Regions from separate parts of the Xenopus tropicalis genome. Here region 2 is linked to region 1. The links are chromatin contacts, called in public Hi-C maps. All regions are on one chromosome and are shown on one strand. Each heading gives the region's core, a stretch centred on a gene start, on an enhancer-like site or on the middle of the called end of the contact. The rest is flanking DNA. Distances are from core to core; before and after follow the strand shown.

Evidence for each region. Hi-C and Micro-C count contacts between places; a contact is called where the count stands out from the background.
Region 2: a contact with region 1 is called in a Hi-C map of brain, with 4 times the contacts expected there. The contact joins the promoter of sypl1 here to the promoter of ccdc71l in region 1. A contact is called at or near these places in 2 of 5 Hi-C or Micro-C datasets (brain and neurula embryo).

The regions. Positions count from the first base shown.
Region 1 is chr3:76,745,136-76,752,043 of UCB_Xtro_10.0, forward strand. It overlaps ccdc71l (coiled-coil domain containing 71 like), which reads left to right and starts at 2,767. Exons shown (of 1, transcript NM_001254942.1): 1 at 2,767-5,789. The coding sequence starts at 2,934. The coding sequence ends at 3,578.
Region 2 is chr3:76,904,131-76,911,038 of UCB_Xtro_10.0, forward strand. sypl1 (synaptophysin-like 1) reads left to right here and starts at 2,497. Exons shown (of 5, transcript NM_203750.1): 1 at 2,497-2,655. The coding sequence starts at 2,587.

The DNA of each region.
Region 1 (6,908 bases), core at 1,517-4,016:
CAACTTTGGCGATCTTGGCAAATCTCCAAGCCGCGTATGCCATCCCACCAGTGATTTACATTCTAGCCGGTGGGATGGAGATTTGTTGTGCGGCGACTAATCTCCCTGTCTGTCTCGGCTCTAAATGTACTTGCGGATTAGTGATTCCAGTTCTTTAGAGGGGGCAAACACTCACTCAAACTAAGCAAACAGTTAGCTATACAGTAGCTGACCCTGTAAGCTACTGATTGGCCTGCAGGATGAATACCTTACACCTTTCTTTTTTTTTCATTCAGGCCAATAACTTGGAAGGGTTGGAACTGCAAGAAATGAAGAGAAGCTGTGGCTCCCCTTTATTTCTTAATCTGACAGTATGATAAACACTAGCATCTCTGGAGGAAGTTGAAGTAGGATGGCAGGGGGATTATTATTAAAGGGCACCTATCACCTTAAAATTGCTTCCCACACCAGAGGTGTGGTCTTTTTTTTTTAAAAAAGCCCCCTATAGTGTTAGGCTACCTGCACCGGGTGGCTGCATAACCGAGCAGAATTTCTGAAGAACTTTTCCTGCTTACTTAGATGTGCCTAGCTGGCCTGTAGTGGTTCCTCAAAAGGAGTGAAAGAACATGGACATGCATGAAGTGGAACCAAGGGTGTTTTAAAATCATGGGGCCAAAATTTCAAATGCATACTTGCTGGTACTGCAGATACAAACTGCAGGCTGCCACCACATCAGGTGCATTTGTTAAAAGTCTGGAGAAGAATATGGATATTGTTAACAAGGGGGTCATTCTTTTGCCTTCCAGCACTGAAATGATGTGGCCCACAAGACATGTTGGCTTTTGTCCAAATCAAATGTGATTGATGAATCAGCACCTACAAGACTGAGGATTGTCCCTGTAGCATTGGGGAGGGGGAATTTGGAGGTTCCTTGTCAGAAGAGTCAGCAAGCACAGAAGCAGCAGTAGTGGCAGGATTTCCAGATGCCAAAGTGATAGATGGCAAACAAGCTACTAGAACCTCCAGAAATGTTCCCAGTGCAACTCTCTGAAATATGTAAGCTTCCAAAACTCATCTAGTTCAACTCTGCTTGGCCTTATAAATTTCCATTTATGTCCCCATTACACAAATAGTTTAATATTTATAAGGGACAGTGATGAATTTTGGTGGAAGATATAAAACATCAGATCCAATGTTTGATAATCACAAAACAAGATTAAAATAATGTTGAAACATATAGATTGGGGTCTGTGAATGTTAATGACAGTGCCCTTTCTAGAAATGTTCAACCTGTTCAAGGGGTGAGCCTGTATTTGGTTGCCCATATCAGGTCTTCCCTCTTCTCTACCTACCAATCACGATCATTATACTAGCATCAAGAAAACATTTTTTATTTCCACACTAATGGGGTTATGTGATAAAGAACACACATTTGCCCAGGTGCAATAGCCCATAGCAACCAAACAGCGGGAAACATTTACTAGTCACCCACAAGCAAACAATTTATTGGTTGCTATGGGTTACTGCACCTGGCCAAACTTAGTGCCTTTTATTACATAAGGGGGTAAGACCATTATTACATTTGGCACCCTTCATGGTATAAACAAAGCCATTCAGCTAACTTTATCATTCCTCATACCACATATATTTAAATAAGCCATGCCCTGTTGTGTCTCTCTCCCTTTGAATTGTTCAACCTCTTACCCCTTTTGAGCCCTGGAAAAAAAAAAAATTCTCTCATCTATTTGCAAGAGAATAAAAAAAAAACCACATTGTTTTTTCATGGCGGTTGCTGGCGATACTTGCTGCCACCACCACCAATATTTGACCATCACCATTTGGTCACCACTGTGTCTGTCATAAGATCCTTAGGGCCACCACTCTGTCTTGAAATTCATGAGGGCCACAGGGTGTAATGAAATGCAGGAACCATAGTATGCCTATTGTTCCCCCCATGTAAAAAGGGGTGTGTTTTGTAACTGGGTGTGGCATTTTGGGGGTGTGGCTTCAAAGTCAGCATGGCTAAAATGTTGATGCACTAGTTAATCATTCCCCTCTTTGGGATTTGTAATTATGTAAGGCATGTTAAAGTCACAAGAATTTATTGGTTTTGATTTGGTTCTGTTGAAAACTTACCTGTATCAGACTTCCGCAAGAAGTGCTTTGATCCATCAAACCCCAAACTGAATGCTGGAGTTTGGGCATTACTAGTATAATTACCCAAGTTTCATATTCTTCTGTCCATATTATGACTAGAAGAGCAAAATTACCTACCCATATCATGAATCTTATTTTAGTAATTAAAAGATGTAAGTGTTAAATAAATGTTTTCAAACAGGTTCAAAACAGTAGACCACTCGTTTTAAAGTACATGCAACTTTGAAATCAAATATAATCACGTTGGCTTCTTTCTTGACATCTATTATATGTATCATGCTCTAGAGAATAGCAAAGTAAAAGCTTACAAAGTATCATATAAGACGTGCAAACGTGTTTTTAAGAACAAAAATAACTTCTTAACACATTCATTAAACAAAGTAACTCTTGGTGTCGAAACAATATGGCCGCCATTGGCTGACCAGGTTGGTTTCGCCATATATCGCTCCACTTTAGGCACCCCCTGACGTTCGACTGCTCCGCCCATTGAGTCACAGCTGTCCAATAACGCAGCGGGCAGACCGCTATTATCCACTCGGTGCGCCAGATCCCTAAAAGTAGGCGGGACTTGAGGATGTCGTATTTCAAAGAAGCTGCTATATAGCCAACGGTAGAGACTGTTTGAAGAAGCCATTTTGTTTTCAGCATCGTATTGGAGCACCCTGCTTTAAATCAGGCGGCCAGAAGGGGGGCGGCGGCGCTCCAGATGAGCTAAATCAGCGGTTAACTTTTTAGTCGTTTAACTATTTGGCCGCCGATAGACACAATAGAAATAAGTGAGGTAGTGGCGGCGTACGATGGAAGAAGAAAAAGTTGTATACTCCAGGTCGCAGCTCCTGCTGTTTGCCGGCACTAAGCCGCTGGAGGACGCGCTGGAGATGTTCGTGCCGGAATCCAAGCAATTCATGAGCTCGGACACTGAGCTGTGGAACTTCCTCTGCAGCCTCAAGCGGGACTTCTCGCCGGTCATCCTGCGCAGCAAGGACGTGTATGGCTACTCCTCCTGTCGCTCTGTGGTCCCAGATCCCAGCTATTTCTCCAGTAGAAATGTAAAAGAGAAGCCGCAAGCAGCGGTAGTGCCTCCGCCGAGAAAGCCGCCTGTCAAGAGAAAGCGGAGAGGCATGCGGCTTACTTGTAAGAAGCGCCGGCGGCGGGACAGGGCTGACAGCGCAGGGGGCAGCGAGGAGACGGGCAGTGGCAGTAGCGGCTGTAGCAGCCCGACCCCATCGGACGTCCCGGGGCTCCCTCACCTGGACAGATCCATTGAGGAGATTTGGAAGGCGGCCACTCCTAAAATTGCCATGTTCCCCAGCATACGGGTCAGGGATGTGTCGTGTAAAGCTAAAGTGGCCGATGCGTGCAGGCGTGCCCAGGAGATATTACAGGTTAACCTGCAGCCTGTGGTGCGGATCAAACGCTTCCCCATCCTTTACTCCTCTTGAAAAGGCGACCGAGCTTTTGCTCCTTGTGCACTTTTACTGCTGGGCTGCTCGCCCTGGAGACTTGGGGGCACTCAGTCTAATGAAGGGGCTCGCCCCAGCGTCAAGTCAGCCTGTTTACATGTCCCCTTGATTCTTTATTCCCACTGCACTTTACTACAAAGATTACTACTTTCATCTTAAGGAATAGTAAGAGTTATGGATCTGTATGCTCACTTGTGCTCTAAAGGAAATGCTGTCCTGTCCCAAGGAGAAGATGGCTCTAGTTTTTTCCCAGTTGTTGGCTTGGTGCAGCCTCAAACTGCCTCACTGGGGGAGAAGGGTGGAGAGTGACCCTCAAAGAAGCAGTTTTGCTGCACTAAAGGGGCTTATGCAATTAATATCCAATCTGCAACCCTCCAGTCACTGAATTATGCTGTATCCATAGGGCATTTGGCTATTCTAGGAGCTGAAGCTCATGGCCTGGTGGAGTTCTTTAAGTTAGATATTCTCCTCCCTAGCATAGATGGCTAGTGGATTAGGGTTGCCTCTGTCCTGGCACCATTTTTGATGGAAGGGATCCCTGTAAGAGACACTTGGAATTATATTGCCTAAATGCTCCTCAGTTTGGTATGACCTAACTTGGAGTAGGTACTACAGAATCTTTGTAATGACGTTATTCCTCTACTAGTCTAAGATCTGACTGCTGTAATGATGTGAATCATGACATTTTAAAGATCAGCCTGAAATCTCTAGAACATGCTTATTTATGAATCTGTATAGAAATAACAATGCAATATCAGACTTCCCTTTTGACTGAGTCTGAATCGGAGGTGTGTAGTTAACCTTCACTTTACCAGTTAAGCCTGTAACTGAATGGGCTTTTGACATGGTACAGTTTTATTTTGTCTCTCCCCTTTGCCTGGAGGCTCTGATCTACCATGTTTCAGTGCCAGTTATCAAACTGTATGTTTATGCAAAGACTTCTAGTGGGGAGGATGTCCCAATGATATTGTGGCTATTGTCATATAGGCAACAACTACCTCAACCGTTTTTTTAACTCCGCAGAAGTCCCAATCCAAAGACTAGTTACTTTTCTGTTTTGTACTCTTTATCATTACACTTTAATTTGTGCTAGTTGCCAAGTGTTATGATCTTAAAGAACTGTGACAAACTAAATGCAAGCTTATGCAAATTATTATTTTTTTTCTTTTAACTTGAAATTGCAAGGGCAAAGCAAGTCCAACATAACTGTTTATTATTCTTTATGATTTGGTAAGCACTATTTTTTTTCCTGTAAATACATGTGGCACAGTGTTTGTATCAAGCCTTACTGAACAACCTATTAGAATTTTAGCATTTTGCTCATGTGCTATAAACAGGACTGAGTCATTTCTTCAGTGGAACTGGGTATAGTCTTTATATTTAGCTGGCTTATTTGAGGATATGCAGATATCTTGTTGTCAGTGCACAGTTTTGTGAAACTTTGTAAATATTGTACTCCAGGAAGGATATTTATTAACAGTAAAGACCTAAAATGTGACCAGTGCTCTTCTGAATGAATGAGGTACTGCTGAAGGATTCTGTAGCATTATGAAATAGGCCTCTGCTGTCTAATGCACGTGCCTTTACAATTTCACATGTAATCTTTCAGTGTTGGCACAAAACTGTTAATGTAATTGACTGACTACATGGACTAAATACTGGTGCTAGGTCAACTTTTCATACTAGTCTGTTTTGAACTTATATTGCAGCCTAAGGGTTAATAGTATATTTTTACACTTTGTAAAAATCTGACCAATTACCACATTTTGTGTACTTTTTTTTTTTTTTTTTTTTTTTAAATTTACAATTTTATTTCTAAAATAACTATGGTTTCCTTCCGACAGTGCCTAAGGTAGATGATGGTTCTCTCAGTACAGAAATAACTCGCATACTACAAAACTGTATATAAGAGAATCCGTTCTCAGAAACATTTCTCATACAAAGCGTAGACTTATTATCACTGTAACAGTAAATCCATTGGTGGTATAGAAATAACTAAGCCGCATACCAGGAATCACTTTGAAAATTGTGTATTTTGTAATTCTGTGATTATACTTGGAGGTGTGCATTGCCATAAAGCTGTTATATTATTGCTAGAATAATGGCCAGTTAATGTGTTGCCAGAGCAAAATGGTTTGTTGATCCTTTAGTAACTTATTGAATCTAAATAAACTTCCTTCCAAATGATAAGCGTGTCCATTATTTCTACTTGTAGTAATGTTTTAACCTTTTTAATAGAAAATATCAACCATTTAGTCCAAGGATAAATATACATTGTCTTTCTACTGATCCATTTGGGCTGAGAGCTAGAACAACTGGAGTTGCAAGAGGCGAAGAGCTGCATGTCCTCTTCACTTTCTTGTTTTCATTGTAGGATGGACTGACGTATGGTTCACTGGCAGAACCTGTCCAACTGATGAACTGACCAATATCCATATGGCAGCTTAAAGGGGTTGTTCACCTGTGTACAACATTCCCAAATCTAATAGAACAATCTTGGCCATAAAAATATTAAACAAAAAATTTGCAACTGAAAAGATATTTACCTTGGAGTCATCCCTCTACTGATCCTTCACATACCTCCCAATATTTGGTAAATGTAAAGAGGGACAAAAGCTGCGTGTAGTGCGATGAAATTTCTTTTTACCATGCCTGTTTATGCAACCATACCCTCTAAATACCACTCCCATTTTACAAAATTTGGCAGATTTAAAATTTGAACACATTTTTGGGGGTCTTGTTTTATGTGTTATTACAGTTTTGCTAAAAAAAGTCTCTGCCAAAAGCCTACTTATCTGAGCTGTTAAAATTGGGACTGTCCCATGAAAATCGGTACAGTTGGGAGGTATGTCTTAACTTCTGCACAGACCCTGTGACCCAAGTAAACACTATAGTTGCTTTTTTTTTTTTTACTTATATGATGTCATGCAACAAACTGGCAGCAGACAACTCCTATTGTCTTGTCAGTCCTATGCCCGTTACAGTGTGCTGCAAATCTAACATAACTATGTTAGAATTCTGACATTCTGGGTGTTTGCCTATGCAATTGCAAGGGAGAAATTAACCATTGACCTTTCAATTTATGCAACTGGTTATAGTGCACAAGCAACAAATTAATTGGTCCAATAGGAATAAAGTAAGGGCAAAGCCTGGACTTGATGATGTAAGCATATAGGTAGTTCTCAGTGTGTCGGGTTCAAAATAGGCCACCCCTTATCCCTTCAGGAAACTGATCAGAGAGACAGAAGGAGTGATTTAACAGGTAGAATAAATTGTTTTACAGTGGCCTTTTTACTTTTTACTTTTTTT
Region 2 (6,908 bases), core at 1,247-3,746, 160 kb after region 1:
AAATCATTATACCTCAAGTAAAACATGTAACGTCAAACTCATAATTAAGGTCTAAAGGTAAGTGTCTATGCAAATGAAAAAATCCAGAACAACTCCCTTCTAGCCAAAAGGCCTAACAGATCCCCACCTCTCACTCCTAATCTCACTTTCTTAATTCCCTGGACTGAGAAGAAGTTAGTATCACACATATTGCATTGTGCAAAATGTCTTGTTATATTGATTTTCTCCATTGCTTAGGGATTCTTTACCTGACCCAGATGTTCTCTATCTGATCTTTTACTTCAGTGATCTATTTGTGCATCCCACATACTGCTTTTGGCATTTTAGACATGTTATTAAATAGATAACTGCAGAGGTATTGCAATTAATGTAGTCCCTAATCCTAAAGCTGTCTCCATGTTTTTTGGTAGCAATAAATATGGAAGTCGTAGGTGTGTCACGTGCCAACATATGAAAGTTTCTAAGGAATTTAATTAAACTCTCACTAAAATAAGTGTTACTATTAGGATCTACATTAATGGACTGGCTTTGGGCAGTGTTATAATCCATAATCATTCACTAGAAATTATTTTTTCTTATTTTTTTACTTTGTTTCTATCACTCAGATGGCAGATCGACCAGGTCAGGGAATAACAAAAATCCATTAGAAATATAAACAGCTGTGTAACATTACCCCTCTGCAAAATATCTTTGGAAGGGCCCAAGCGTGCACTGAAGCCTAACCCAGCCCACACATGCAAGTGAGTGCACACACCAGATGCACAATCTTTCAGTGGCAATAGAGGAAGCAGACCCCATGGTCCAGACCCCCTGTTCCCCAGGCTTCTCCCCCACAACTGCAAGGTCTGCTTCCGCTGAAGTTACACCACTGAATTTTAGTGTTTGTGCAAATGTTTCCAGGGCTGTAAAGTCTCTGGCTTTAATCGGGGGTCTCATGAAAATTCCCACTCACCCTTGGTCTACTGATAGCCTTGAATGCTCATTGTGCAAGCATAGTGAGCATTCCATGCGCATACGCAATGATGGCAAACAGAATATCAGTGGTGTGCTCTACACACCACAAAAATCCCCTGGAAGACAGTCTCCCAAGGTTGACAGGTCTGGGTTTACCTTGTTTTGCCTATACACCATATGGCACAGTTCAGACTCTCCCCTTGGCACATGGGCTGGGCACAAATCCCTGCAGCAGAGAAAATGCTGACCAGGTGGGCCTGATTAGACTCAGCTGGCCAATTAAGAAGCCAGGTTAGTCAGTCTACAGGAGAGCTCTGACAGAGAGAGATAGAGGTGTCTCTGAATCTAACATACAGGAATCTATGTGCCTGTACACACACAGTTGCCTTTGCAGAGGTCTGTAATATTGCTTCAATTGATGTGTCACTGTCACCAGTATGGCAGAAGTATCTTATACACTCTTTTGTTACACCTGTATTTGACTATTAAAGTAAGATTTCTATCTTGATGTGTAAATTGTAGGGGGGTGACTGACAAATGATCTAAGTCTGCAAAGCATAGGCCTTTCCACCAGTGACTCCTATTGTTGCCGGTGGAAAGGCATTTCGGAGTGGTTTTGCAGGTGACTAAATCACTCCGTCGGACATTAGTGTTATATGTACAAATGCAGCTTCATCAGCACCCAGCCCAGTCTGGCTCCATTCCTAAATTTTTCCTCTGCACATTTTGCTGTTGAGGGGTGAGGCTTCATGACATTCCATAGCAAATGAGCTTTCACTCTGCTGTCAGTCACACATTTCTGCATCACTGACGCAGACCAGGTAGCCAGAGATTCTGGAGTTTGGGAATGGGAGGCTGCTTCAATAATAAACCATAACCTTGTAAATTTTTAAAAATCTATGAATTGTCAAAATGTTTGTCTAGACTTTATATTTTCAATATTACAGAAACATTTTTCATGATTTTTATGCTCATCTCACTTATAATTGTTAAATTGTGTCCTATGTGTAGTCGAACCCTACAAGACAATTCCGTTTTTGCGCACACACACTTATTGTCTGTACCCTGTCAGTCTAATCCAATGCTTGGCAACACTCCACAACCAACTAATAGGTGGTTAAGCCCCACCCACTATTGACACCTCGGACCGGGCAGCAGCAGACTCTTGAGGTGGTTACCGAGCGCTAAACCGGAGGAAAGCACTGTCTGAACAGAATTTGGAGGGAAGAGTAGGCGTATTGAGTATATAGGCGTGACGCGAGCAGCAGAGCGAAAGTTATCGCCTGAAGAAAGGTATTCGGTAATTTTAGTTAAACGAATCGAAAACCTTACGAGAGATAGCGTGGTCAGTCAAAGGGACCGCTATACAAACTGAAATACCGGGCGGGAAAGTTGTAAAGCAACATTAGCCCGCGGCCGGAAAGCTAGAGCTACTAGTTTAGAGGAGGGGCGAGTTTCATTAGAGTAGGCGTGTGCCCTCCCCGGGGCGGGGCTACCGGTTTCAGGAAATCGGCCGGCTGAATCAGGTAGCGGAGGAGGCCGGAGATACATTGCGTGGCCTGGGCTGATAGCTGTAGTCGTGTCTTGGCCTATCGTGTTCGTCTTCATCCTGTTTGTGTCTCCTTGCAGAAAATGGTCGGCTGGCAGCTGAACCTTGGCCCGCTAAAGGAGCCCCTGGGCTTTATCAAATTATTGGAATGGGTAAGTATGAACATATGGGAAGTGCAGGGTCGGTTGGCAGTGGGTATATAAATGAGGCAGGTATGGCCATATTTACATTGTGCTTGGGGTTATTTCCCATATTACAAGACGCCTCCGTAGTCGCAGCAACTTGGTTTTATTGTGGATTTTGCAAGCTGCGCGTCAGTGAGCAGGGAATAGGGAAGGGCTGAGTCCTGGGATCCGCTTGCAGGCGGGCCTACTCCTCCGATGGCTGACAGGTGACATACATGCGCTCTTGTGCTGCCGCTGCCCTAGTCACGGGACTGCCAGAAGGAATCATGGGATGGCTAACTGCTTATCGTGGGATGGCTAACTGCTTATCATGGGATGGCTAACTGCTTATGCTCGCCCTCACATCTCCGGCCAAAGTGGCGGTGCGCAGTAAGCGCTGTGGCCGGTACCTGTAGCTCTGCAAGTACTGTGCCACTGCCTAGCATGGAGGGGCCTCGCCAATATTATTGTCATATAAAATGTGGCGAACTTGCAAAACTCTGACTCGGTTTTTAGTACGGAAAAGTTTAGCTTAGAAACTAAGCGCTAAACATGTTAATCTTCTCTGTGCACCACACAAGGCTGGGTGGCAGGGCAGAGCCGCTCCGTATGAGACATGGGCGCTGGCAGCTGCTGATCCTTATTTGCCAAGTGTGGGTGGAGTGGAAGTACTAATCGGGGGATCACGGGATGGGATTGTTCCTGAGATAGCGCTGCTCACACTGAGGAATTCCATTCGCGACTTTACACTTTCAGTACATAGCCTTCCCAAGTGAAGTACCCTCAAATTTTTCAATTACTGACATAACTGAGCTGGTGTGAATATAGATAGCCCCATGATATTAAGCCAAAGTGTATTTGTGTAAAATATTGTCTTGTATAAGGTAGAATGCTATTTTATAAAGATTTTAAGACAAAATCAGGATTAAAGAATTTGCCATATGATCTTGTGATTTGTGATAATGGTACAACGTTCACGTTTTTAAAGGAACAGTAACACCAAAAAATAAAAGAGCTTTAAAGTAATAAAAATATAATGCACTGTTGCCCTGCACTGGTAAAATTGGTGTGTTTGCTACAGTAACACTACTATAATTTATATAATAAGCTGCTGTGTAGCCATGGGGGCAGCCATTCAAGCTGGAAAAAAGGAGAAAAGGCACAGGTTACATAGCAGATAACAGATAAGCTCTGTAGAATACAATAGTGTTTTATCTGTTATCTGCTATGTGCCTGTGCCTTTTCTGCTTTGAATGGCTGCCTCCATGGTTACATAGCAGCTTATTTATATAAATTATAGTAGACTTTCTGAAGTAAACACACAACTTTTACCAGTGCAGGGCAGCAGCACATTATATTTTAGTTACTTTTATACACTTTCATTTTTTGGTGTTACTGTTCCTTTAACATGCAGGCACATCCATTCTGTAGATCATATTAGCAGGCAGCAAGCTCTACATTCTAATATTCTAATGTTTAATCATATCTAAACAAATCATGCACTGGGCAGGCTGATAAATGAATATAAAAAGGATATGTACCCATCAGTAATTTTGGACCGTATTCAAGGTATATCCTTAATACAGCACTTGCAGTTTCATAGGAAGTAGATGGTAGCCACATCCCAGATGCATACAACACACAGGCAAGTTCTAGTTGTTTGTTTTTTACATAAGCAATTTACCTGTTTCTATTCATTTCTAAGACTGTTGGGGTAATAACATTTACTTTTTTTTTTGTAATCTGTCCTATTCGGGGATCAAAATAAGTCATGTTGGTGTCAACTTTTGTATTGTTTGTTATACTGAAGGGTTTCTGAGAAGTCTTCTTATCACACTAGTGCTGTTATATGCATTGAAAGCTGATTTTAAATGTTTTTGAACATATCGGAATGCACACACATTGTCAAGTGTTTCTCATTCAACACCAATATTTGATAAACCATTGTATTATAAAACCAGGTTGCTAGTGGGTGTATATTCCTGCCAAGGGGTATATAACACCTGTAAAAAGAATAGCTGTAACATTCCTTTCAAAATGCTAGTAACACCTGGAAACAAAACCGCACATGACTTACTGAAACTTGGATATTTTAATAAATAATGTACCCCCTGTAGTAAGTATGTTAGAAGTCACCTGGTGTTCCCTGACCTGTATGACTTTCATATGGTCATGGAACTCTCAGTGACTTATATATTTTATAAAAGGGGATACATTATTCATTTTAGATAAGTATATAATGCACAAGAGCCATGAATATCCTGTAAATTATATCCTGATAATCAGTTGTCATCAGTTATAATGATGACAACTTAGTGATGTAATTTCTGTCACGTGACTCGCGTAAACTTGTGTATTTTAAATACAATATCCCCTGTTGTAAAATATGCTAATATTAAAAGCCACCTTGGAGTTCTGTTACCTTCAGTCTCATGCTTTTTATATGGCCATGGAATTCCTGGGTGACTTACCCCTTATTGTAAAATATAAGGATATTGTAAAAAAAAAAAAAAAAAAAAAAAAATATATATATATATATACTGCTCAAAAAAATAAAGGGAACACAAAAATAAGACATCCTAGATCTGAATGAATGAAATATTCTTATTAAATACTTCGTTCTTTACAAAAATTATCAATGGAAATCAAATTTATCAACCCATGGAGGTCTGGATTTGGAGTCACATTCAAAATTAAAGTGGAAAAAAACACTACAGGCCGATCCAACTTAATAATGTCCTTTAAAAGTCAAAATTAGGCTCAGTAGTGTGTGGGGCCTCCACGTGCCTGTATGACCTCCCTGCAACGCCTGGGCATATTCCTGATGAAGACGGATAGTCTTCTGAGGGATCTTCTCCCAGACCTGGGCTATAGCATCCACCATCTCCTGGACAGTCTGGTTTAATGAGACGTGGATGGAGCGAGACATGATGTCCCAGATGTGCTCAATTGGATTCAGGTTTGGGGAACGGGCAGGCCAGTCCATAACATTAATGCCTTCGTCTTGCAGGAAATGCTGACACACTCCAGGCACATGAGGTCTAGCATTGTCTTGCATTAGGAGAAACCCAGAGCCAACCGCACCAGCATATGGTCTCACAAGGGGTCTGAGGATCTCATCTCTGTATCTTATTACCTCTGGCGAGCCCCCCAAAGAAATGCCACCCCACACCATTACTGACCCACTGCCAAACCGGTCATTCTGGGGGGGGTGTTGCAGGCAGCAGAACATTCTCCACGTCGTCTCCAGACTCTGTCATGTCTGTCTCGTGCTCAGTGTGAACCTGCTTTTATCTGTGAAGTGCACAGGGTGCCAGTGGTGAATTTGCCAATCTTGGTGTTCTCTTGCAAATGCCAAACATCCGGCATGGTGTTGGGCTGTAAGCACAACCCCCACCTGTGGACGTCGGGCCCTCATACCACCCTCACGGAGTCTGTTTCTGACCGTTTGAGCAGACACATGCACATTTGTGGCCCGCTGGAGGTCATTTTGCAGGGCTCTGGCAGTGCTCCTCCTGTTCCTCCTTGCACAAAGGCAGAGTTAGAGGTCCTGCTGGGTTGTTGGCCGCCTCCACGTCTCCTGATGTACTGGCCTGTCTCTTGGTAATGCCTCCATGCTCTGGACACTACGCTGACTGACACAGCAAACCTTCTTGCCACAGCTCGCATTGATGTGCCATCTTGGATGAGCTGCACTACCTGAACCATTTGTGTGGGTGCATCCCTAGGCGTTGTAGGGAGAGCATACAGGCACGTGGCCACACACACTACTGAGCCTCATTTTGACTTGTTTTAAAGGAAATTACATCAAAGTTGGATCAGCCTGTAGTGTTTTTTTCCACTTTAATTTTGTGTGACTCCAAATCCAGACCTCCATGGGTTAATAAATTTGATTTCCATTGATAATTTATGTGTGATTTTGTTGTCAGCACATTCAACTATGTAAAGAACGAAGTATTTAATAAGATTATTTGATCTAGGATGTCTTAGTTTTGTGTTCTCTTGTGATTTTTAACTTTCCTTCTCCTTTAAAATAATTTTTGTTCTTTCTTTCTCACAATAAAATAGTAGTTTGTATTTGATGGTTACTAAACTGCATGAGGGATTAAGTTAATGTTTAAATGATTGTGTGCAGTTGCACCAGATATCTTCAGAGTCTGTCTGGCTTAATCTAGTGATCAGCATGAGAGTGACATGTGCATCCTATTCTTTTGGAGCAACTGTGTGGCAGCGATTAACGC